Linked DNA regions of Cricetulus griseus: region 1 is linked to region 2. The links are chromatin contacts, called in public Micro-C maps. All regions are on one chromosome and are shown on one strand. The core of a region is the stretch at or near the end of the contact, and the rest is flanking DNA. Distances in the headings are between cores, read along the strand shown.

Region 1 (6,030 bases), core at 3,220-5,719, 130 kb before region 2:
CCCCATATGCTGGGATGACAGGCAGAACCCATTAGCAGCTCTTGAGCATGGATTGTATTCATTTATTTGTTGCTTTGTTTGTTTTGTTTTGAGATGGAATCTCATGTAGCCCAGGTTAGCTTCCATGAAGCTGAGATGAACCTTGAATGGTTTGATCCTCCTAAGTGCTAGGGTTGCCATGTGAGCCATCACACCTGGGCTGAGTGCAGAGTTTAATTCTCTGTCCTCAAGAGAGGGAAGCAGAGGAAGACAGATTCATAATAAACCATGGCCTGGGGGGTGGACAGAGAAGTCTAACGGGACAGGTGGGAATCACAGGTCACGGAAGGCTTTCTTTCCCAGCATCATCAGGACATGCTAAATCAACTGGGGTGGGGGAGGCCCTCCAAACGCCCCTCCAGCAAAGGGCCTATCTTTGCTGTCACGCAAACTTTGCCATCTTGAATAGTTATGTCATGTTCTAGTGGCCATTGGGCACATCACTGCAAAACCCAGCTCCCTGGACTGCTCCCAGCATGCATCATTCCCACATCAGGCTAACCCAGGATGGCAACTCCCAAAGGAGTCTCCTCAGCTACCCACAAGAGGCAGAAGTCCTCATCAGAGGTGATTACGGCCACAGGTCAGTCTCGTGGTTCCTCCTATTAATAGCCTGGCCTATCACAAGAGCCAGGAGAGACCACAACACTTGGAGCGTTTTGGAAAACCCCAGCTGGCTAAGTGTCAGTGTGCATCAGGCCAGCCCTCCGTGTGGCGTCTAACCACATTGCCCTCTCCTGGAATCCAGCCCTTTGGCTGACACTCTTCTGTGGAGACAGAGTGTCCCTCTCGTGGCTCACAAGCACCACTTAGGCTGTGCTTTTGTTCTGCCTCAGCACTAGAAGCCCAGGTCTTTCAGCCTTGTAATCCATTCCCGTCTTCTCTTGGCAACACTCTCTTCCCCCATTTGTTTGTCCAGTTGGCTCCCTCCAAAATCATTTCAAACTTTTTGAATTTCTCTTCCCCCTCTATCTCACTTCCTTTTTTTCTTTTTCATTTATTTTTTATTTTTTTTACTTTTTTGACCTCAGATAAAAACAAGTAGATGAACTACACTGTGTGTCTCATGGCTGTCATCGGGTTCCATGTATGACCCTTATGGATCATGGCTTTTTATTTCTACTTTATTTTATTTATCATTTGTTTGTAATGCAATGAATCCAACAACCAAGGACTGCAATGAATCCAACTGCCGAGGACCACAACAAGATCCAACAACAGTCCACTTGGTGACCCTGGTCATCCCACACTGCTGAGGTAACCCCACGAGGAAACCTGGGTGTCAAGCCTTCCTTCCTTCCTTCCTGCCTTCCTTCCTTCCTTCCTTCCTTCCTTTCTTCCTGCCTTCCTTCCTTCCTTCCTGCCTTCCTTCCTTCCTTCCTGCCTTCCTTCCTTCCTTCCTGCCTTCCTTCCTTCCTTCCTGCCTTCCTTCCTTCCTTTCTTCCTGCCTTCCTTCCTTCCTTCCTTCCTTCCTTCCTTCCTTCCTTTCTTCCTGCCTTCCTTCCTTCCTTCCTTCCTTCCTTCCTTCCGCCTTCTTCATCTTCCTTCTCTGGCACAGCTCCATCCTACCAAAGCACTCTCTGCCACCTCAGCCTTATCATCTTGTACCTTTATGAGACAGCATGCATGGTACAACGTGTGCATTTATTTCTTCTTCCATTTATAGGGCTGCTTTTGCTTCTTATTTTAAAAATAAGCTCAAACTTAAAGAAAAGGTTTTCCCTCCTTTTATACATGTGATATATGTGGTTCAGTGAGGATGGAGAGAGTTCAGCTCATGTGTGCACATACTCACCATTTAAGCTATGCTGACTGGCCAAGGAGCTCTTGGAATCCGTCTGTCTCTGACCTCAAGGCTGGGTTCCAGGTACATCCAACCATTCTGGGATTTCCAAGTCTGTGCTGGGGATTCAAGTCAAGTCCTCAAGCTTGCAGACAAAGTACTCTTACCCGCTGGCCACTTCACCAGCCCAGAAAGGCTTCAGTAGGACTGCAGATATAGAGCTCAGTTGGCAGACTGCTCATCTTGCGTGCACAGAGTGCTGGGTTCAATTCCTGGCAGAATATAAGGATAAAAATAGCAATAAGATAAACATGAAGTATCTGCATGGTGGCACTTGGGAGGTGGAGTCACCAGCTGTGGGACTTTGTTGCAGTCTGTGGAGCTATAACAACTCATTCACTGTTATGTTCTTAATACCACGCTTGGCTAGACGGGGCATGCAAGGACTCTCGAGAGGAAGGCACCTCCCAGCAATGCACCTGTGGATGCCATGTTCAAGATTCACACCCTCCTCTCAGAGTCACACACATTACTGTGCCATCTTCCCCTCAGAAGCTAAGCAGGTGCCCACGAGTTATCAACGCCACTACTGGCTGCTTTTGCTGCCACAGGCCTGGAAGATGGTACTACCATCTTCATTTTTCCAAGGAGTTTAGGAGAGATCCAGAATCTTCGAAGACTTGGATTTAGTTATAAGACTGTCATAAGACCAAGAGAACTGGTACCACACCCACATAGGAATCCCAGCATGGCTGAGCATGCCTGTGACCCAGCATGGCTGTGCATGCATGCCTGTGACCCAGCATGGCTGTGCATGCCTGTGACCCAGCATGGCTGTGCATGCATGCCTGTGACCCAGCATGGCTGTGCATGCATGCCTGTGACCCAGCATGGCTGAGCATGCCTGTGACCCAGCATGGCTGTGCATGCCTGTGACCCAGCATGGCTTAGCATGCCTGTGACCCAGCATGGCTGTGCATGCCTGTGACCCAGCATGGCTGTGCATGCCTGTGACCCAGAATGACTGAGCATGCCTGCCTGTGACCCAGCGCTGAGGGTAGAGACAGACAGACTGCAGAAGCTAGTGTCAGTGTGCCACACACTGAGAAAGGCCGTCTATAGAAGAGAGTCCTTTTTGAGCCCACAGTTTCAGAAACCTCATTCCACCGCAATGTTGAGGCAGAAGGCAGAAGAGAACACAAGTGCCAGCCAGCATGGTAGACAGAGGGGAGAGAGAGCAAGAAGGAGAGGAAAGTGGGGAGGAAGGGAGATGGGTGTCCATGGTAGCTCATCTTCTCCTTTTAGCCACCAGGCACCTGGTCTCTGCTGCGATGCTGCCTTCTGAGTTGCCCTCCCACTGAGGTGTTTTTTCAGTGCCAGGGAATTGAACCCAGAGCCTTGAGCACATGGGGACAGGGCATCAACACTGAGTCATAGTCTGAAATTCAGTACTACATTTATTATTATTATTATTATTATTATTATTATTATTATTATTATTATTATTATTCGAGACAGAGTTTCTCTGTGTAGCTTTGTAGACCAGGCTGGCCTCGAACTCACAGAGATCTACCTGCCTCTGCCTCTGCCTCCAGAGTGCTGGGATTAAAGGCATGCACCACCGCCTCCAGGCTCCGTACTATATTTTTAAACCTAGTAGTTTTCATTGAAACCCTTTCCAAATTTTTGTTTGTTTGAGACAAGGTCTCATGTATCCCAGACTAGCTTCAAATTCATTGTGTAGCTCTATAAGACCCAGAATTTCTGATCCTCCTGCCTCTACCTCCTGAGTCTTTGAATTACAGGTGTGTGCCACCAAACCTGGCCTGTGCAATGCTGGGGGACTCACGCATGTCAGGCCAGCACCCTGCCAATGACACTACAGCCCATCATCTCCCAGTGTTTTTATTACAAAACTTTTCCATGGTAGGCGCAGCATGATTGTCTCCACATTTTCTAAAGTATATAGAATCTTATCTGAGCTCTTGCTAAAGTGAGACGGAATGTGTTATTTCAACTGCCTGCACAAAGCAAATTCAATACCATTGCATGCTGGGAGACAGTCTGACCTTCCTGTTCTTTATCCATGTGATTGTGGTGGAAGCAGACATGACATTACGGCGCAAACAAAACAAAGATGAGCTTGCAAAATACACGGTTCAAATAACCCTGGCACTGCAGACCAGAGAGCTCCCTTTTCAAGACCCCAAATAATCCTGGCACTGTAGACCAGAGAGCTCCCTTTCAAAGACCCCAAATAATCCTGGCAGTGTAGACCAGAGAGCTCCCTTTTCAAGACCCCAAATCTCATAAAACCATAATCATGTGTGGTGGGGAGATACTAAAAACACATCTCCCCACTAAGCCTTCCAGACTTAGTTACACCCCAGCTAAATCAGGTGACTCCAACACATGATTCACATCACACACACACACACACACACACACACACACACACACACACACACACACACACACACGTTTACCAAAATAAGACTCCCAGAAGAGAGAGCAGCCTGCTCTCAAAATCCATTCAGAATTTGAAGCCAGGCTTTCTGTTTAGTTTGACTTAACTGCTGTGTCTCTTTCTTCAAAAATAAAAGTCCGTATGGACACACACAGTCTTCAATTCTAAGTCCCAGGGTTCAGACATACTATAAACACAATTTGTCTTAGTGGATGTAGGTCATGAGTCAAGCCTGTTTCTATGGTGATGTATACATTTTTTAACTATGGAAATTTTTGGTCATGCACAGAAATTGTCCAAGGAATAGTATAACCAACTATTAAGTACAAATCACCCAGACCTAAAAGCTGCTAGAGGCACCTCAGTAGCAGCATGCATGTGTGACACACATGAGGCCCAGAGCTGGACCCCCACCACAAACAGGAAGTTATCAGACATTATAAGTCATTTTAAATACAGCATCCTGCCTTGTCTTCCAGCAGTTAGCAGAAGCAATACCACTGCCACGATCGAATCTGTTGTCCAACCTGAACACACACCAGATTCCAACCTGAAACCTTCAGGGGATCCTTTGCTTGGAGTGGCATTCCTGTGACCCCTGGATGACAGAGTTGCTGTTGAAAATTCACACTGTGGTCACTAAATTAAAATCTCAGTATCAGATGAGATATCTCCCGTCTTACTCAGGGTTTCTATTACTGCAATACAACCCCATAGCCAGCGGCAACGTGGGAACGAGTGGGTTTATTTTATCGTACCTTGTAGCCCAGCATGCAGAGCCCACCATCCAGGGGAGCCAGGGCAGGAACTCTAGCAGGGCAGGAGCCTGCAGGCAGGAGCTGATGCAGAGGCCATGGAGGAGGGTGCTGCTCACTGGCTTGCTCAGCCTGCTTTCTTACAGTACCCAGGGCAGTGCTGCCCCTGGTGAGCTGGGCCCTCCAAAACCAATCACCAATTAAAAAGATGCACCACGGGTCAATCTGCGGGTGGGACATTTTTCTCAATTGAGGTTCCCCTTTCCAGATGACTCAAGCTTGCATCAATTTAACATAAAATTAGCCAGCACACAAGCCTATCAGTTATTGGTCAGGGAGGTTCCAGAGGCACCCAAAACAGTACAGGCTATTGCCATTACTCTTGGTGGACCACAATAACCAGATGGCAAGACCCTCTTGCTAAAGACACTACACACTTTGGTCACGGGGTATAGAGAAACGAGCTGGAGGTGACCTGAAACCTCCCGATCTGGGAGGTGCTATGCAGGCTTCTGGGAGATAAAAATAATAATAATAATAATCAATGGTCTTACCCATTGTCGAACCCTGGATGCTACAATGCCAACCTGCCAGGCAAGGTGTGCCCATGCTACAACCGTGGTGTAAAGGTTATGGAATTAACCAACAGCTTTCTACTTGGATCTGAGGCCTGCTCCACAGAAGGGAATTCGCATACAGCCCACAGCTCAGGAAGTCAATCCTGGTAGATGGATGATGCAGTTGTTTTGCTAAACATACAACTGCTTCCTAAATATTTACACTCCTGTCCACAGATCAGTGCTACTGTCAGCCTTGGCCAGAGAAGCTTGTCTCTGCTACAGGCCGGCAGTTACTGCAGGGTGCTAAGTAAGTCACTGAAGAGTGCTCAGCCTTACCCGGGGCATCTGTATGAACCCTCCTCCCTCCAGGACTCAAATAACATCCTGAAATGGGGGCAGACAGAATGTGAGGCCAGAGGATGGGGA
Region 2 (6,036 bases), core at 1,131-3,630:
CTGTGGACTCTATGTGCAATACTGACTAGACATTCGTGGCCACTCTGCCTACCGGGTTCCCAACTCAGTGAGCTCAGCTGCCTAGCCTGCAGATTCTATAGTAACCCAACTCATTGTAGTCCAAATTGCACACTGCTCTCCTGTCAGCCCAGTGCACCCCATATGCTCCCTTACCAGTGCCACGGTGCCCTGAGCTGTGATCTGTGAATCTGTCCAGTGTCCAGAGTCACACAATTCCATCCGTGAGAAGGATGCCACACAGACCATTCCCAAGATGCCCCCTTGCACCCTCGTGTTCATTCCACTCACTCACAGTACAATATTCAATCCGTTCTGTGTCTGACCCTGGAGCACTCAGGGCTCTGTGATCCTCATCTTACCCAGCCTAGTTCTGTGCCTCCTAAGCTGCCAGCCAGCCAGCTTCCATGGCTCACCCTAGCCTGCGCCAACTAGCCTGTGGATTGCTTCTCACCTCAGCTTAGCCCACCATGGAGCTCTTGTCAAAGTTCCTTGATTATGATGTCACATAATTCCCTTTCCTCATGTCACAATAGTGCCACCAGAATGCCTGGTTCCACAGATCACCACAATCCCAATGCACCCTAATCCAACCATGGCCAGGCCACAGGCAGCCCCTTTCCTAAGCTCATTCGGGTCTGTAATTTCCCCCTCTGAGTGGACAGGGCCCCCCACTATGCCCAGACTCACTGTGGTATGCCTCCTCTAGCCCTGACACCTGTCGGCCCTTGTAACCCTCCTCACCTTCTGCCCCTCGGCATCTAACCGCAGTTTCTGTCTTCACCCTATCTATTTCTGCCGTCTCCACAGCCTCCCACATTCCCCGACATACTTTAGTGCTGTCACAGAGTGGCCACTAGCCTGGCCTGTTACTCTGCTCACCCCAGTCCCCCCACACCACCTGTGCACCCCGAGAACATGCCAAACGTCACCTCAACTGCATCCTGTCCTCCTCCCATCCTACCTAATCTTCCAGCAAAGCCCGTTCCCAAGCTACACTGGGCAATGTAGCAGGACCATGTTCTGCCCCACCCCCGGCATGCTTGCATGGCCAACTCACCCTGTCCTGTGGCCCCCTAGCATTTTCACCCCACCTTGCCCCTAAACCTAACCCATGGCACCTTTGCCACCAGCCACATCCTAGCTGGCCAGCCTGCCATGCTCCCCGGCTTGTCCTCCACACGAGGTGTCCCATTGCCAACATACCCTGCTTCCTATTCTGTCACTCTGCACACTGCCTACACATACTGCCCAGCAGCCTTGGCTGCTATCCAGTTCCCCAACCCAGCTTAGGACACAACGGCCGCCGTGATGGTGAGCCTGGTCTCATTCGCCCTGGTCTACTTCCTGCTGACCTGCCAGCCCACCCAGCCATCCAGGAGTCGTCTGCTTTTCCAGGATCTGATAACACTGTCCGTGCCCCTCAGCTTCCCTTCTACCTAGCCAGCTCCATTCCCACTTTGCTCAACTCTACCCAGTGCAAACAACCACAAAAACATTTGTCTACCCAACCTACCCTTCCATCCCAGCTCACACAAGTTCTCCCATTTCCATTTGGCCAGCCTTCCAGGTTCCCCACCTCATCCTGCTCTGTGTAGCAGACTTTAATTTCCAGCTATCCACAGACCACACAGCCTGCTGGGTTCCCTAAGATTCTTCAGCTGGCGGGCCTGCCTCTGACCCCGTTAACCAACTTTCCCCCAAACCACCAGGCGCGCCCCCTTCTATGACTAGCCTGCTCCTTCCCGATCTGACTTTCCAAATACATCACCACTAAAAAAAAAAAGTATAATCATACCCAAAAGATAGATTGGAGTTTTGATTCTATACATCCCATATTTACAATAGCTTTATGATTTTAGTCTGTGCCTCTGAAGACCCCGAAAGATGATCAAACACAAAGGTTGGCCATTGGGCATTCACAAAGTAAATACATGGAAAGGAAACTTCGCCTTAGCTAGAGAAAATGGTCCTGTGGATAAGATGTGTTGAAGGACATTGGTCCAGGGGAGACCGACAAACAGCAAACATTTCCAGGAAGACGCCATGTCAAGCTCTAGGCAGGAGAATTGCAAGGATCCAATTCGAGAGCTTCAGACAGTAAATGGGCCTGTGGTGAAGTCCTGGTCACAGAGCAACCCCTGTGGAACATGACATGAGGACAGCTAGGTGGCAACGGGGCAGCAGGCTCGGGCAGAGGGCTCTGCTGGGGGGTGGGGCAGGGGAGCGAAGGCTCACCCTCCTCCCCACCTCACAAACCCTCTGTGACTCTCCCTGGGTCTGTGATGCAGGCCTGACTCTACAGTGAGGCCCGCGCAGCCTCAGAACATAGCTGCCTCAGGCAGCCTTGCGATTCACACTATGGAGAAGGTCCTCTCCTTTCTGAATAGCGCTACTGAACCATGGTTGAGCTTTGGACATTTCTCCTCAGCCTTTGTGGACATTCACTCCAAGTTCATCTTCCTGAGTGCAGTGGTTGTGCTTCTTTTGTACCTGAGGTACCGGACGCTGAAACCATTCCTACCCACACAGAACAATCAAGACATCAGACAGGTGAGGCAGTGTGGTGAGCTCCTTGGGCAGCTTCTTCACTTGTAGTTTCCATTTCTACTCTTGTGGTATTGAATGAGTTTGGCTGCCTTGCAGCAGTGCCTGAGCTAGGACGCTGGCGAGGAGAGAACGCTGTCGTGTGAAGGCACGGAGCCTGAGATGGAGGGAATTGAAGTTTCCTTCTGGATCTACGGCTTCCTTCCTGGGTGTCCATGGTGTTGGTCCATAGTCCTGCTCTGACTGGCTTAGTTCCAGATGTCAGGTTTGCTGAAGGGCAGTGTCTCCTGACACTTGGTCCCGTCCCCTCTCCCACCTCACGTGTCCCCTCAGCTCCTTCATCTTCACTTCCTCCAATTGTGCTTTGGGAGAGCAGTGATGACCACACATGGCCTCTGAGCAGAACTGAGCAGAGCTCTGTCCCTAGGACAAAGTGTCCCAGGGGAGCGAGAGCCACTGTGGCCCTGGCCTCAGTCTATGCTACTCAGCATGGGACTTCTTTTTTTTTGGGGGGGTTTCAAGGCAGGGGTTTCTCTGAGGCTTTGGAGGCTGTCCTGGAACTAGCTCTTGTAGACCAGGCTGGTCTCAAACTCACAGAGAACCGCCTGCCTCTGCCTCCCAAGCCCTGGGATTAAAGGTGTGCGCCACCACTGCCCCGCCTAGCACGGGACTTCTTAGTGATGCTCCCAACCGTGACTCTTGCAGACGAAAATCCTCCTTTGGTTTCTCAAAGAAGGAAGGACTGAAAATCTTCTATCACTTTCGAAAGTAAACAATAAAGATTTGGATTAATCTTGCTTGACTGGAACTCACCATATTCTTGGTTAAATGAATTCTAGGAAAAACAACAGAAAAAAAAAAAAAAACATTTTGAGGGGCTTAGGGAGCCCTACTCTTCTTGAATACCATCAATAAAGCTCATTGCACCCATAAAAAAACATTTTTTATTCTTTGTTGTTCACAGCAACAGGGCAAAGCTAAGAAAGGACGGAGAGCATCGTTTAAAGGTAGGCTCCCACCCCTGGGGTGTTAAGACCAACATGTTTCCTTCCTGTAATTTCCATAAGAGAGCCCGGGTCCAACAGCTGAGGATACCATGTCACTAGACACATTATCTCCCTCATAGGAGACTGAGAACCAGCCCTGCACCCCTGCTCTGCTCACCCATGGGCATGAAGCCATGCAGTGAGCCCAGGAGGTTTCCAGGGAGGACTGTGCGTTGTTTCCGTAGCCACAGCGCCTCCTGGTGGCATGTCTGTACCTCACACCTGGGCTCAGACATCTCTCGGGAAGCCCAGACTTGTGAGCTTCTGTGCTGTCCATAGTGCCATGATGTTCACAGAGGGACCTTGTAAATGAAGACAACTCATCATGTCCGCTGTTTCTTGATGATTTCAGACTACAATAGCCTAGGTGTTTCCCTTAGAGGAATGGTGTGACGCCCACCTCTCTGTCTTTTGTTCCCTACAACCCACACCACACGCTTTCCAGAATTTAGAATCTTCCACAGAGAAGCTCAGGAGAGGAGGAAGCTGCTGTCTGTTGTGCAAAGGTAACAATTTTCCCTTTCTTTCAGGTCCCACCCCCATCCTTACCCCAAGGTCAACTTAGCATAGCCTGCTGTTGTCATGGGAGGGTTACCCAAAGGGATTAAGTGTGTAGACTGGAGTCATGGGGAGAGGATGCAGCCTCTCTGGTATCCAAGGACAGAGCAAAAGGACTAGGCATACAGGCTCCAGGCTCCGAACCCCACCTGGGCCTGTAGCCCTCTTTCTATGCATGCTGGTTGTCCTAGTCTTGTTGCTGTTGCTGTGATAAAACGCCACAACCAAAAGCACCTTTAAGGAGTAGGGTTTATTGTAGCCTGTAAATCCAGATCACAGTCAGCTGTTGAGGGAAGTCGAGGCAGGAACTTGAAGGCAGGAGAGTTCATTGCCTCCAACTAAGGAAATTTCATAGCCAAGAAGTGGTACCTGTGGAGAATACTGCTTGCTAGCTAACACTTAGATACACTTCTGTTCAGTTAGTTGTTTTTAAACAGGTCAGTACTATCTGTCTAAGGGTGGTGCTTCTCAGTGGGCTGAGCTGAGCCTTCCTACATGAATTAACAGCCAAGACAACTTTCTACAGGCCTGTCTTACGGAGGCAATCCCTCCACTGAGGCTGGTCTCTCAGCTGACAGTAGATAGCGCCACATTGACAGCAGACGAAAACTAGAACACAGGTCCTGACCACACACCTGAACTCTGTCTTCTCCAGCCCTTTTGGACAGCGGTATGATGCCTCCCACTTTCGGCAAGTGCTTTGTCCGGATCCCTGCTGTGACGTGTGCAATGGAGCAACAGCTAAGGTCCGTCGTCTGCTCTCATGGGCCACCCTGGAAGATGGGAATGCCTCTGTGTCCAGCATGGCTTCCACTTCCATGACTGAGACCTCATTTACCCTGACCCCTCCACTCTCACCAAGCCCTCCAGAGCGCCAAATTTCATCCCTCCCACCTGCTCCTCCTCCTCCCTCCACTGTCTCATCTAACAAAGACACCCCTTTGGAAGACATAGTTTTGTACGCACCACAAGGTGACTCTCTGCCGTCAGAGCCTCTTCTCACCAGGACTGACTTCCCACGGGACCACATCCCACCCCCCACAGTTCCTCCTGCATCACAGTCCCCTACTCCTCAAACAGAAGGGTCTTTGCCACCGGAAATCATTCCTTCCATGGTGGCCAGGCTGAGAGAGCGGTTCCTCAGTGCCACAACAGACAAGGAAGCTCGTGGTAACATACCAAGGTTCTCCAGGTCACAGTCTAGAAGCTTGGTTAACTCCCACTCTTCTGACGGTTTTTCAGGGGGACAAACCACAGTCTATTTCACAATGCCTGGGAAACCCTCTTTTCCCAGCCCCCAAGTCCTGGCATTGCTTGAGAGACAAGGCAAAAGTCAGGCTGACTTCCTTACACTGGAAGACAAGGAAGGAAAAGCAGAATCTTTCCCAAAAGTACTGACAGCTTGGCCGGAAATCCCAGAGCCTGAGTTGCAGAGCTCAGGAGGCTCCCTTCCTCTGGGGGGCAGCAAAGACAGGCTCAGTGATCTGGTTGTGCACCAGGGGCTTGCTCAGGCTCAAATCTCTGAAGACCAGTTAGAACCCAAGCCTACCCAGCACTTCTGGGGTCTCCCATATCTCCACAGCGAGTCAGTGCACACGATCACTACCCTGTCAGCTCACTGCTCCTCCACATGCATCTGGTTCAACAGAATCCCAGACTCCTCGGCCCTGACTCACCCCACACCTCTGTCCTTGCCTGGGAGTCAATCTCAGTCCCAGGGTGTCCTGCTCAACACATCCCAGACCCAGCTTCAACCTGCAATCCCAATGCCACCGTCTTCCTCTCAGTCTCAGATCACAATCTGTGAGGTGTATTTTCATAGATCCCAAGGAGAGACAAAAGCTCTACTGCAATCTGAAATCCACCT

The links. A called contact is a pair of places that touch in the nucleus more often than the background predicts.
Region 1: a Micro-C map of the CHO-K1 cell line shows a contact between it and region 2, with 3 times the contacts expected there. The contact joins the enhancer-like site here to the promoter of LOC100767989 in region 2. A contact is called at or near these places in 2 of 8 Hi-C or Micro-C datasets (the CHL-YN cell line and the CHO-K1 cell line).

What each region holds. Positions count from the first base shown.
Region 1 is chr3:278,956,625-278,962,654 of CriGri-PICRH-1.0, reverse strand. LOC103161844 (a long non-coding RNA gene) reads right to left here. Exons shown (of 7, transcript XR_004769434.1): 3 at 1,835-2,094. Among named protein-coding and RNA genes, the nearest start is that of Tut7, 24 kb to the right of the region's middle. Within about 2 kb of position 4,469, at least 1 of the 6 cell types and tissues checked has open chromatin away from gene starts, as enhancers often do. A contact at or near this core is called in the CHO-K1 cell line, where this site is marked.
Region 2 is chr3:278,823,713-278,829,748 of CriGri-PICRH-1.0, reverse strand. LOC100767989 (spermatogenesis-associated protein 31D1) reads left to right here and starts at 2,380. Exons shown (of 4, transcript XM_027409594.1): 1 at 2,380-2,571; 2 at 3,530-3,572; 3 at 4,057-4,117; 4 at 4,825-6,036. The coding sequence starts at 2,380.